Regions from separate parts of the Triticum aestivum genome. Here region 2 is linked to region 1. A link is a contact called in public Hi-C data. All regions are on one chromosome and are shown on one strand. Each heading gives the region's core, a stretch centred on a gene start, on an enhancer-like site or on the middle of the called end of the contact. The rest is flanking DNA. Distances are from core to core; before and after follow the strand shown.

Evidence for each region. Hi-C and Micro-C count contacts between places; a contact is called where the count stands out from the background.
Region 2: a contact with region 1 is called in a Hi-C map of leaf, with 4 times the contacts expected there. The contact joins the enhancer-like site here to the promoter of LOC123054468 in region 1. A contact is called at or near these places in 4 of 5 Hi-C or Micro-C datasets (leaf and root) and 1 of 1 datasets of contacts at active chromatin or transcription factors (leaf).

Annotation. Positions count from the first base shown.
Region 1 is chr2D:556,777,828-556,783,973 of IWGSC CS RefSeq v2.1, reverse strand. LOC123054468 (secretory carrier-associated membrane protein 6) reads right to left here and starts at 4,240. Exons shown (of 12, transcript XM_044478249.1): 1 at 3,985-4,240; 2 at 3,725-3,844; 3 at 3,571-3,633; 4 at 3,448-3,481; 5 at 3,214-3,336; 6 at 2,997-3,059; 7 at 2,820-2,913; 8 at 2,273-2,318; 9 at 2,099-2,166; 10 at 1,538-1,586; 11 at 1,304-1,369; 12 at 1-426. The coding sequence starts at 4,044. The coding sequence ends at 394.
Region 2 is chr2D:556,876,910-556,883,300 of IWGSC CS RefSeq v2.1, reverse strand. LOC123054470 (receptor protein kinase-like protein ZAR1) reads right to left here. Exons shown (of 2, transcript XM_044478250.1): 1 at 5,846-6,391; 2 at 2,053-3,002. The coding sequence ends at 2,290. Among protein-coding and RNA genes, the nearest start is that of LOC123054470, 4.6 kb to the right of the region's middle. Within about 2 kb of position 4,145, at least 3 of the 8 cell types and tissues checked have an H3K27ac peak or open chromatin away from gene starts, as enhancers often do. A contact at or near this core is called in leaf, where this site is marked.

The sequences.
Region 1 (6,146 bases), core at 2,991-5,490:
CCGGACGAATTTGCTATAACTGGACAATTGAGCGTACATCTAGTCCTCCAAAGCACAATAGCAGAGCATCGCCACTAATTCTCGAAAGAACATGATTCCTGCCTAGTTGTTCATCTTCGTTTAAATACTGATTACTTGTAATGTTCACCGACATGCCAAACTCCCAAACGAACTACCAGATAACACACGAAGCACAGCATATAAAGAATCTCAACACCCCATCTTAGAGAACATCATATAGTAGCAGGGCTACCCTTACATACTCCATTCAGGCTCAGAAGTATTCTTTGCTAACCTTTGGCAGAACAGAACATAGACTCAAGGTGTACTGACACATATGAACAGAATCACTGCTGCTTGTAGACTTCCGAAATTTTTCCATCCATGACCGCTTCACTTATGCCCTCGGAAGTACATGTATACTTTCTGTGGCCACCGAGGAATAAAGAATAGAAAATGGTATTAGTACTGTATTCTCGCATAATGCATCTGAACAAGTACCATGATAACAGACCAAACACAAATAAAGGGGGTGCTCACAATCAAACTGCTTGTTATGCAATAGATGCATCAATTATGGGTTATGACCTATGGATTAAGACATCGGTGTTTCATTTATTTGCATGCCCATCCAGAATGATGCCCAAACAAAAAGATAGGTACTATCACAGAATGCTTAGGATCTCACAGGAGCCAGCACCCCCTAACGTCTTTACCAGATGCCCACATAGGGATCTGTGTGCCCAGATGTATTTGTTTTAGTACGTTCCCGTGCTACAACAATGCTTAGAAGTTTTGCAAGTTCTACATCTTTATCGGATACCCATCAAGGGAACTAGCACATCATATGTTCCACATATTCTACAACAAATTTCACTAGTATAATAATTTTCCGTGCAGAAAATTATGACAATTATTTCTCAACTATGCAGAGGCACAGCTATAAGCATACTCGTGTCTTGGCGAAGTTCACTGGATTTAGAACAAAAGGTTTTATGTTATGCAACATACTCCCTCCGTAAAGAAATATAAGAGCGTTTAGATCACTACTTAAGTGATCTAAGCGCTCTTATATTTCTTTGCGGAGGGAGTATTAAATAAAAAATTGCATTCAGTTGCTGTGAACCAAATACACATAATAATCCATAAAAACTGAAATATATGGAACACCTACTAGTCCCTGCATTTCGTGCCCTAGATATGACCAGTATGTGAGCATACGAAGAAAAGACGTACATAAGAACAGCCAAGAAGATAAACCAATAGAAGGCCAGAGGATGTTAATTGAGAAATTATCTCTGACCTGAAGAACCCCGATGCTCAGCAGTGTCTCCAAGCAAAATAGTGCAAACCCCACGAAGTAAAAGATCTGCAAAAGCAAATATTTGATACTTAATGCCCTATAAGTTGATACTTGGAGATAAAGTTACTTCACAGTGCTTTTGACATATTCAAGAGATCGCGGGCAAAACATGTCCAGCTTTCTCACTGCAAGGAGGTGTGAAGGGAACAAGGTACGAGGGAACAATGTTCTCACCCCAATTATCAAATGCTCAGAGAAAGTGTCGATCGCGGCCAATATGCCCCTGGAGAGAAAAGTAGAAAAAGCTTATAGTGGGTACCTATGAAGAGATATTGGTCTTAAGCTAAAAAATAACAGGCATCCATTTCCTAGTCAATACTCAATATCAGCCGGCTACATACATACTGGTTAAATACAATGTAGAATGATAACATATTCCATCAGTACTGAGATATTCAACTGTCAGTCAGTCAGTTAGTCCAGAACACTGGCACTAGATCATGCTAGAAGAGCATACGCAAACAATTTATTACAGATCTTGTAGGCACATAGTGAAACAGGCAATTCAAAATTTCAGCTGTCTCAATACGATGGAAACCACAGAATAGTGAGACCACATGTACAACTATTATGTATACAAGTTTGACTTTTATTAATTGTTAACATCCTGTTGATTTCAATAAAAATACCCTCATAGTATGGTGGTCGCCAGTTGTTCCAAATAGTAACACTGGTGCAATAGAAATTTACCACAGTAATTATGATGTGCACTGAATAAAAGTAGTGGTAGCTTACGTTAATGATTTCCCTTGGAATACAATTGGTGGAGCAATGGCAGCAATTATGCAAAAACCAATGTGGATCTGCACCAAACAACAAGAAAAATGTGGCCGTGTGATAAGAATAAATACAACAGTTGAAATGTCAGACTCAAGAGGAAGTTAAATAAGCTTTGCAGGCAGATCTTACCAGGTAACACAGGAAAAACCATCCAAAACTGAATGCACTGTTAGTCCTGTTTAAAGAAGTAAATGAACATATCAGATGCTTCTACACATCATAATGCACAGTTCAGTTTTTCTCTTAAATTGTAAACAATTGGACTGAAAAAGCAGTCACTTCTAAAATCTGTCATACTATCAGCTTAGGATGACTGTACCCATCAATTGGTCACTTATACATGAAATGGAAACAATTATGTGTAGCTGGTGCAGGTCCACCAAAATATTTTTGTAACTGTCGTAGCTATCACATGCATCATGAATTGTGTGTATAAGAAATTTTTCAAGGAAATTATGCAGAAGTTCTAAACTCGCATAAACTGCCCTTTAATAGTTTCGGTCGATAGAAACAATGCTAGTAAATATTGCAGGTCCGCATAGAACATTTAGGGAAAAGAAATACAGTCTTTGTGATGTGCGTAGGTGGAAAGCCCTAAAATAAATAATAAATTCACTCACGATGTCCTTTTTCCATTGATAGGTGGAAGTGCTAAAGTGGTACCATGATAGCATACCTCATTGCACGATAGAGGGGTCGATACCACATCAAGTAAGAAAGGGGAATTCCAAGCAAAGCATAGATTGTAGCAAGGAAGAACAGCTTTGAATCTGCAAGCGTAAACAACCCAAGCATTCACATCACCCAATGTACAAGAACACCCAGGCATTCATAGGTAGTGATGAAAACTCACCTCCCTCCTTGATCCAGCAGACTATGACAGCAATAAAGTTCCAGGAGAGGCAGAGCACAATTCCTGCAAATTAAAATAACACAAAACCGAAACTATCATAACTATGTGCCTCTGAAATGAACCATATTTACAACCTATAACACCACAATTGCATAATTCTACTGCCAAACTGGAGATACAAAAAAAAAAGCACCACCAGCAGTCAACAAGTACATACCAAGCCAGCTTGCAAACGCCAGATACTGTAACTTCTGCACGTTTGCAGGTATCTCATTGGCGATGTCATGGTGGATAATCGGGAAAAAAGGCGGCCAATTCTTCTCCTCCATGGGCACTCCAGCTGCATCAAAGAAAGAAGAAAAGGAAAGCAGAAATAAGCACACTACTGCTAAGTGCTAACACAACTCATAACTGAAACACAATTGACACCACCAACGAAATAGCGGCTCACCATTCTTCAGCGATTCCTCCCTCCTTTTGATATCCTGGAGCCACAGAACAAACGCCGTGAGACACCACACAACCTAATAAACTAGTAGTAGAGTTTAAGGGCAAAGAGGAGAGTAAACCCCACCGCCTCACGACGCCTCAGATCTGATTCCCACGACGAGAGCTCCCTCGCCTTGCCATTCGAGTCCTGCGCGGCGCACCAGAACCATCAGATTCGTGCAGCCGAACGCCGAGTGAACGAAAACTAAAAAGGATAAGTAGAGCGTGAAGCGTCTTACGCCCATGTTGCCGAGGGGCACGTCGACGGTGGCGTCGCCCCTGCTGCCGCCGCCGCCGAAGCCGACGGGCTCGGTGGGCCGGAAGCCGTGCTGCTGCTTCCCGCCGCGGCCTCCTCCATTCTGCAGCGCGACAGAAACAACACGCGGGAGTTCAGATCTGCCGAACCACTAACCCGCCGTAGGCGGCAAGGGTTTTTCCGCAAAACGAGGGGGCGATAGATGAGCGTATAGAGGGGAGAGGGGAGGGGAGGTTGGCTCACGGAGAAGGGGTTTTCGTCGCCGGCGGTGCCCTCGTCGAAGGGGTTGGGGTCGTGATGCATGCCGGGCTCGCCGCTGGGTCGCTCGGCGTCGCCGCGCGGTGAGGGGGCGAGGGGGAAAGCGGCGGTGGTGGACGCGGGTCGCTTCCAGTCCAAGCAGTCCGTTCCCTTCTTGGTGCTGCTTTTCACGTGACCTCTCTGGGTGGAGTGCGACGCGACTGGACTGGCGTGGGTTCGGGCCGCTTCACACGGGTCGTCGTTGTCGTCGCAGGTGCGTACCACCTGCAAGTAAGCCCATTATAAGCCCCCTGTTTTTTTAGTGCTTTCTAAGCCCCCTGGTGATCAGTCCGTTTAGAGAATTGGCCCGTAAATCCTGTTAATCAATCTGCTCGGTCCGATAATTTGGGCAAAATCACTAATCGAGGAATAAGATCACTCCCCTTCTCAGGTTGTGACAAGTGCCGCGTTGCATGTGCTCCACTTGTCGCAACTTAGAGTTTTCCCTTTTTTCATATCTATTTATTTAAAATGTTTTATTTCTTAAACCGTCCATCCAAATCTCAAATCATTCTCATCCTTGAATTCCTCGCGTCGAGACCTTCAAAACTAGATCCCATGTCGGTAGGTTTTGACAAATTTAATTTTACTAAAACAATCAAACTTTTTTTCCTTTTCGGATGCTGTTTCCGTGAGGCACGACTATGCCTCTCGCGAAAGTAAAACCGTGCCTCTCATGGAAGAAGAAGAAGAAAAAAGAAAACACGTCTTTTTTTTCGTTTCTGAGAAGCACGGCCGTGCCTCTCGTGGAAGAAAAACCATGTCTCTCACGGGAAAAAATTCGTTTTTTCACGCATAAAATCAAAAAAAATTGTCGCAATGCTAAGAAAGAATGGTGGAAAACCGATAAGTTGAAGAAAACCAGAAAAACCATCTAAAAACCGAAAACGCATGCGAAAAAATAAAAATAAATAAAATCCGAAGGGAGAGCACAGAGCGCGACACGTGGCGGGGGCTGACAACGCGCCAAGCGGCGCTATATGTTTGTTGGGGAGACTCCGAAGGAGTGCTCCTCAACTAGTTGCTCTCTAATTTGGGGTGCCCCGCCGACTCGCGGAAGCGAGATGGGCCAGCCCACGCATACAGCAGGTCATGGCCTCTATTTTGTTTTTTTTCTGTTTTCTGTTCTCATTTTTTACTTTATTTTTGTAATTTTTTATACTTTAAAATAACATATATGTATATGTGTGTTTGTATATATTACAAAAAATATTGTACAAAACACATTTGAAAAATGTTGAACAAGTATTTAAAAAATATTGAATAAGTATTAAAAATGTTGAACAAGTATTTAAAAAATGTTAAACAAGTATTTGAAAATTTTGAATCTTAACCTAATAATAAAGAGAGGGCTGCTTCTCTTCGTCCATCGTGGATTTTCCCCTAGAGTTCACATGAATTACCTCTTATGCCACCGGTAAGTGGGAAAAACGATTTGTTTTTTTACTTATAAGTCCGTCGTTGGTTTTGATTCAATAGGCAGCGATCCTCCCACAAATCACAAGTGCATGGCCACCTCAACTGGCTGGATGCTTTCTTCTACCTAGGACACCCAGGTTTGACCCCACATTCTCTCCTTTTTCTCCCCCTTTTCTCTATTAAACAGATGCCCCATTGGGCCGGCCCAGTGCGGCCTTCAACACTTTTTCTAAATTCGTTTTGTATTTTTTTCTTTTGGCTTTATTTCGAAATACTCTCAATATTTCAATTATAAAAATCACTTATATGTAAACTTTGAAAAAATATTAATCATGCATGAAAGAAATGTCAAACTTGTATAGAAAAAATATTTCCATTATATACAAAAAAACAGTACAGTGCATATAAAAAATAAAAAAATATTTTTCTTTTTTTAAATGTTAATCATACATTTAAAAAATGTTAAATGTGCATAAATATTGTTTCCGGTGTATAATAAAAATGTATAGAAAAATATACAATGTGCATGGAACAAGGTAGACATAGAAAATATAAGCTTTTCAAAAAATATTATCATGTATTTAGACAATGTTAAACGTGTATATGAAAAAATTTCCTGATGTATACAAAAGATGTAGAATGTGCATAAAAAGGGTAGACACCAGAAATAAATATGTTTTAAAAAATGT
Region 2 (6,391 bases), core at 2,896-5,395, 99 kb before region 1:
GAGCCGAGCCACCTGTTCCTCAAACTTGCTATCCAACCTGTCAATCCTCGCCCGAATTTCTACGATCCCCTCCACCTGCTCCTGTAGGAGGCACATCGCTGCAAATTCCTGCACCTCAAACGACCCCATCGCCTCTACTAGATGCCTCATCTGAGCGCTCGGCTTGAATGGCGCCGTCGCCACCCCCTCTGAATTCCGCTACGCCGATTTCAGATTTCTAGTCAATCGCTCGAGGGCAACCAACAAACCAATCGGTCGATGTTACAGCAGAATTTCAAGATTGCGGGATGCGATTCAGACTGATCTAGCTTTGAATACCACTTGTCATGTCCAATCTAGGATTTCTTTCTCAGATTTGAGTACAAGGGGAAAACCAGAGGAGGAAAGCTTGGGGAAGAAGAAGATACAGAGAGGGGTACAATGAGATAGAAAGGAAACATGAGCTAGTTCTATTACTCGCTGACTCTCTCTCATGCCAGGTCGAGTTTATATAATCACTCGTACAATACCTAATTCACTAACAACTACTTGGCCCAAGGCCCACTTGACTCAGCCAGCCCACTAGACCAAACATTAGTTCGAAACCCTTCTCTGTCACCTGTATCGATCATCTTCAGGACATTAGCTTCAGGTTCTGTAGGCGGCAGTACACCGGTACTGACACGTCTAGGGAGGGGAGGTAGTATGCTCCAGCCTAGAAACTCCAGGAAACTGCTCCAGAGAGGTGATTGGGAGGTGATCTTCTGCCTTCTCTTGACACCAGCGAAGCTGTGGGTTCTCGTCCTCTCCGTGTGTCGCTCCAGCGGAAGGGAACCCCGACATTTCTCTTCAGTAGGGAGATAGGCTAGGCATAGTTTTTTGTTAGAGGTGCCGCATCAATGGTGGAGATGGCGCCGAGCGGAATAATCTGCTTCTACTCTTTCTTCATCTCGGTGGCGTTCTAATGGGCGGCATCGAGGAGTAGGTGGCTCAGTTTTCTTGTCGGTCTTCAGATCCGGTGAGATTTGTGTCTGATGGTCGACACACGACGCTCTCCCGGGTGGCGTTGGCGTTGATTGTTGCAGTTGTGTTTGGTGTATTGCATTGGGGTGTGTGGATGGCGGCAGACAACGGTGTTCCTCTTCTTCGACCGCGTCGGATGAAGTTAACGGTGTTGAACCCCGACCGACATGCCAATAAGCCTTGGCCTTGTTGCTTGCATCGATTCGGTTCATCGGCCCGAAAAGCATCCTTATATGCGAAGGTGCTCCTCTAGATATGTGTATGATGGCAAATCCCCTCTTTTTTCAGTGTTGCCTCGGGACCGTGGAAGATGATGGTGGGCGACCTTTCAGCATGACACAAGATTCTGCCAGAGTGAAATTCTAGTTTTACTTCTTGTGCAGTCTTTGATGCAATATTACAACGCATTGTGTATGTCTCTTGTAGTGACACTGTGTGAACTTTTTTTAACCCGGTTTTCTAATGAAATGTATGTGGTTACTTCTAAAAGAAACTCCGGGCGGCCGCCCTTGCTCGCCCTAATGCAACCAATGTATGGGACTAGCTAGATGCCAGTTGACTATTTTTTTGTCAATCAATTTGTTTTAAGTCGCCAGATGTAAAACGAATGACATATCGCTTTCTTCAACCTCGTTCCCATCCCCCTGTTCATCTTTTTTCCCAAACCGCCCGAGGTACCACCGGTCCAACCGCATGCTACCGCCGCCCACAGCCGGCGGTGCTCCCGCGATTGCCTCGCCGCCCATCGCCATCCCTCTAACCCTGGCGAACCTCCATATTTTTCCGTCAAATCTGCAACCCCACAGCCCTAAAATAGATACCCAGCAAGCTTGCCACCCTAAGATAGACACCCAGCGAGCCTGCCTTCCAAAGATAGACCTAGATGGTGCTGCTTCTTCCGCGAGCCGACTCCTTTTTTCTCTTCGACCGCTGCTGCTTTCATCATGCAAAATCGACTAACCCAAATATCATTTTCAGGCGACTGACATTCAGCTAAACTGCGATGCATCGTGGTATGCATGCAAAGTTGCAAACCCAGTTTTTATGGAATGGACGCGGAAAAGTACACTTCTATATATGCTGTTGTATGATCACAAATCGTCAGTTTTGTCGGAACAAATAGCCAAGAAACCCCCAATTACAAAATAAATAAAAAAGAATATGAAGAGCTTGAGAGCCAGAGAGGAAGGAAAGCTCAAGAAAAGAAGACTTCCCAGACGAGCTTTGTCACGAACACATAACGTGGCAGCGTAAGCCAATGGCCGTACGTGCATGATGCATCCGTCCTCACGACCCGACCTTATCGAGGCTGTCGGCGACGGTCTTCATCTTGGGCCGGAGCTCCGGGTCGGCCTCGGTGCACGCCAGCGCGACGTGGAACGCGGCAACGATCTCCTTCTTGGGCAGCGCCGGCGCCTCCCGCAGCAGCGCCGGGTCCACCATCTCCGCCACCGGCCGCGCGTCCTCGAACCCGCGCCGCACCCACCGCACCGCCTCCGGCACCGCCTCGTGCTCCGCGCTCCCGGATCGGTCCGTCGTCGTCGTGGACGGCCCCGAGAAGGACGCGGACGTCGACGGCGACGCGTGGTCCGCCGGTCCCCGCCCCGTCAGCAGCTCCAGCAGGATCACCCCGAAGGAGAACACGTCCCACTTCTGCGCCGGCCGCGCCCCCGGCGCGCGCGCCTCGGGCGCCCGGTAGCCGCTCGCCTGCGCCGGCGCCTGCGGCTTCGTGTAGGGGATGGCGCCGCCGAGGAGGCTGCCCCCTGAGGACGGCGGCGCGCCGTCGGGGCCGCAGCCGGCGATGGCGAGCAGGCGGACGAGGCCGAAGTCGGCGACGCGGGGGGTGAAGTCGGCGTCCAGGAGGATGTTGGACGGCTTGACCTCGCCGTGGACGAACCGCCGGGTGCTGTTGCACTCGTGGAGGTACGCCAGGCCGCGCGCCGCGCCCTTGGCGATCTTCAGCCGCGCCGCCCACGACAGCACAGGTTCACCGGCGCGACCTGCAACGTGGACGCGGTAACTAAAAGTTAGCATGCATGTGTATATTGCTAACCAGAATTGGTGGGCATTGATTCTGAGTAAGAAACAAAAATGCTACAGACAGAATTAATGGCCATTTAATTAGTAGAGTGGCGTGTCCACATCACCAGAAATTAAAAAGCTTTGGTGCTTTGCACGGACACAAGCAGCCATGCCATGGCACTGTTCATGGACACTGACTGCATATGAGGAAGGGACTTGTGCAGTGAGCATTAATGGCCCACGTTGTGCCTGATTTGTCATGCACTTGACAATGGTACTAATTGTTGCCGCAAGCACATGGCTTCTCACAACACACAAACGAACCAACCATTGCTGCCTGCACACACACACACCAGTTATCATGGCGTCCTCACAAAGTTGTCAAGCTTTGTCCTATCAAGGCCCGAAAGCCACATAGAAAGGCAGCATCAACAGCAGCCTCAGCACTACGCTCATCATCGATCACCCAGTAATCAAAAGCGCTCGTTGATCATGCTCATGCATGCGCGTCGCCGAGGAAGGCGTGCCTCCGCGGTCTCAATTATCGCCTCTGCTTTTGGCTCGAGTGTCGCGTGGAAATCTTTTCCGTTCCGGGATCATATTTAGCCCTAGAAGATCATTCTGTTAGGCCGTGACAGTGACAAAGGTTCCAGGCCTAAAAAGTTCTCTTTTTCCTCCTTCCAGGCTCTGCACGCAGGAATCAGGATGGTGTAAAGGCATTCCTTTGCTCTTTCCCTCTTTGGTTTCTCAGTATTGTGCAAGTGCTGGTATGGAGGATACCTTAAAAATGACTTGATCCTGTGAGGTATTGGCCTGTAAAGTGTGCGTGTACACCATAAACAATACGTAGTTTTTGGTGCAGTATATTCAGTTACTGGCCGGCCCCAGCTTATGGCGCGACTCTTAGCTCTTAAGCTACGCTAAAAAAAGCTCTTAAGATACGCTAGCAACTCCCTTGGTTTTCAAGCAGAAAGCAACAGCTCGCTGCTGTCATTGGAGAGCACCTACGAGCCAAAACATGAGGCGAAAATGATTTTTTTTTTGCATGTCGCTGGAACCATCCATCCATCCGGTCGACAGCGGATGCCCGGCATGGATGGCAGAGTGTGGTCCATCTCCGTCCGGGCACACAGGTCGGTGCGGTGTTTGGAAGCTTTCGCTCTCGCCGCTTGTCATGCAGTGGATCGAATCGCCTGACCGGTCCGTCGTCCGTTAGGAAACTGTTGATGGGATGATGCCTCGGTCGCACGGCACGGCAGGTCGTTTGCCACCGAGAGCCGATCCCGGCCGACCGGGGATTTTCTACCAATCATACTTTACACTTGTTTCTACCCTCTGTCAATCTAGTCGAATTTTGAGACATTTGACCTGAATCCAACCACTTATAGTTTAAGTGGGATTTTACGGGGAGATCCTATAGATAGAACATGCCTCGTGACGGCATCTTCAAATCCTACCACTAAACCTCAAGGTGATATGTTACTAACAGACAAAGGACGCAAAGCTCTAAGACAAAGCCTTCAAAAAGAAATAGCCACTTGCATGTCAAAGTCGGTTGGCTCCCCAGACGTTAGATCCTGGCCTATAACCTTCAAAACATATCTTCAAACCAACAACTTCAAGAAGGTAAACATATGGGGACTTCGAAGCAGCCTTATCATGCGAGTTAGATCATGGGTTGTCATCTAGGAGTTATGTCTCTCACCATAGTCATTGTCCACCATTCTACCGTCATGCTCACATAGAATTTGGCAGGGCAAAGGAGAAATTACCGGAAGGGAAGACAACACCGCGTCGCTTCCGATCATTGTTGCACCGCCATCTCGCCGATGATTGCCGTTTGAGCCTAACAGTCACTGCCCTGAGATGCACCACCTACATGCCAATGCTCGCTCCGGCCCACGATGGAGCCAAAGTTGGCCTCGGTAGGGCCTGTCCGCAACGGTGAGGAAGAGGAGCATGGCACCTTACCCCAACCTCCTCACGAGACCGATCCGACGTCCGATGCACCGCACCGGACCCGCATGATTCGGCATGCCTCCCCGTCGTGAGCCGCACCAGTCCGCGCCCGCTGCCCCATCGATCAACACACTGGGGTATGTCGGATCTGCATGTCCCAGCCACCACACCATGCGAGCGCCATCGCCGATGTCAGAGTCCCCCTAAAGACGTCTGAGAGGGGCCGCACGCCGAGGTGCAACACGATTACGCTTGATCCACGCTCTGGCCACACGCCAAATCCACGCCCGGGGCACTGGTTGACCATGTGCAAACACCGGCTCGACCTTACACGCGTAGACATTGTTAGCTGCATGGGAAGGAAAATGCCCTGCTGCAGTTGCTGCCGCACGAGCTTTGCCTGACGACGACGAGTAGGGAGGGCGAAAGAGGAGGGTAAGGAGGGGCGGATGGGTGGGTGGGAGACGTCGAACTTTATTTGATGGTGTGTCACGGATTAAAATAAGGAGAAACCATACCCTAACTGTATGTTTTTTGTTTGGCAAAAGTTATGACTCTTCCATGAAATTCTTGCCATATGTCATCATTGGTTGTATAATTAGTGATCTAAAAGGTCTTATATTTTTACAGAGGGAGTATATCACATTTCAATGTTGTTGTCGTGCATTTAATACGTAATCAAGCAACATAAAAATAAAATTAAAACTAACACACACTCTATTAAGATGAGTTACTATTCTAGCGAGATTGGCTTCAAGTTATACTACCAGGAGCAGAGTCTTGTTCAAAGCGAAAGAGCAGTAAGCGAGTTGACCGGCGTGATATAAAAAAGAAAAAGTTGACCGGTGGTACTTTTACTTACCACGCAGCGCGGTGGCGAGGTTGCCGTTGCCGACGAAGTCGGTGACGACGAGCTTCTCGTCGGGTGACCAGTAGTAAGCGCGCAGCCGCACCACGTTGGGGTGCCGCACCCGCCCCATCGCCCGCGCCTCCGCCCTGAACTCCTTGCACCTCTCAGCGCCACCGCCGCCGCCGCCCAGCCGCCGGACGGCCACCGGCGTCGAGCCGTTGCCCACCACCACCTTGTACACGATCCCCTTCCCTCCCTTCCCCAGCACATACGCGGATGACCGGAGCAGCTCGTCCAGCTCCATCCGGAATCCCCGGTCGATCGCTACAAGCTCCCCGTCGGCGCCGCTGCACTTGCCGTCTCCTTCTTCCTCGTCGTCCGACGAGCCGTCCGCCCAGCCTCTGTCGCGGCGGCCCCAAATGCAGCCGCACAGCCCCTTGTTCCGATCATCATCGTCGTCGTCTTCTGCGATTGCACGGCCACGGCCGCGGCGGCCTTCCCTCCGGTCCTTGACTTTCCAGTATATGTACACCAGGATGATGCCGACGAGGGCGACGC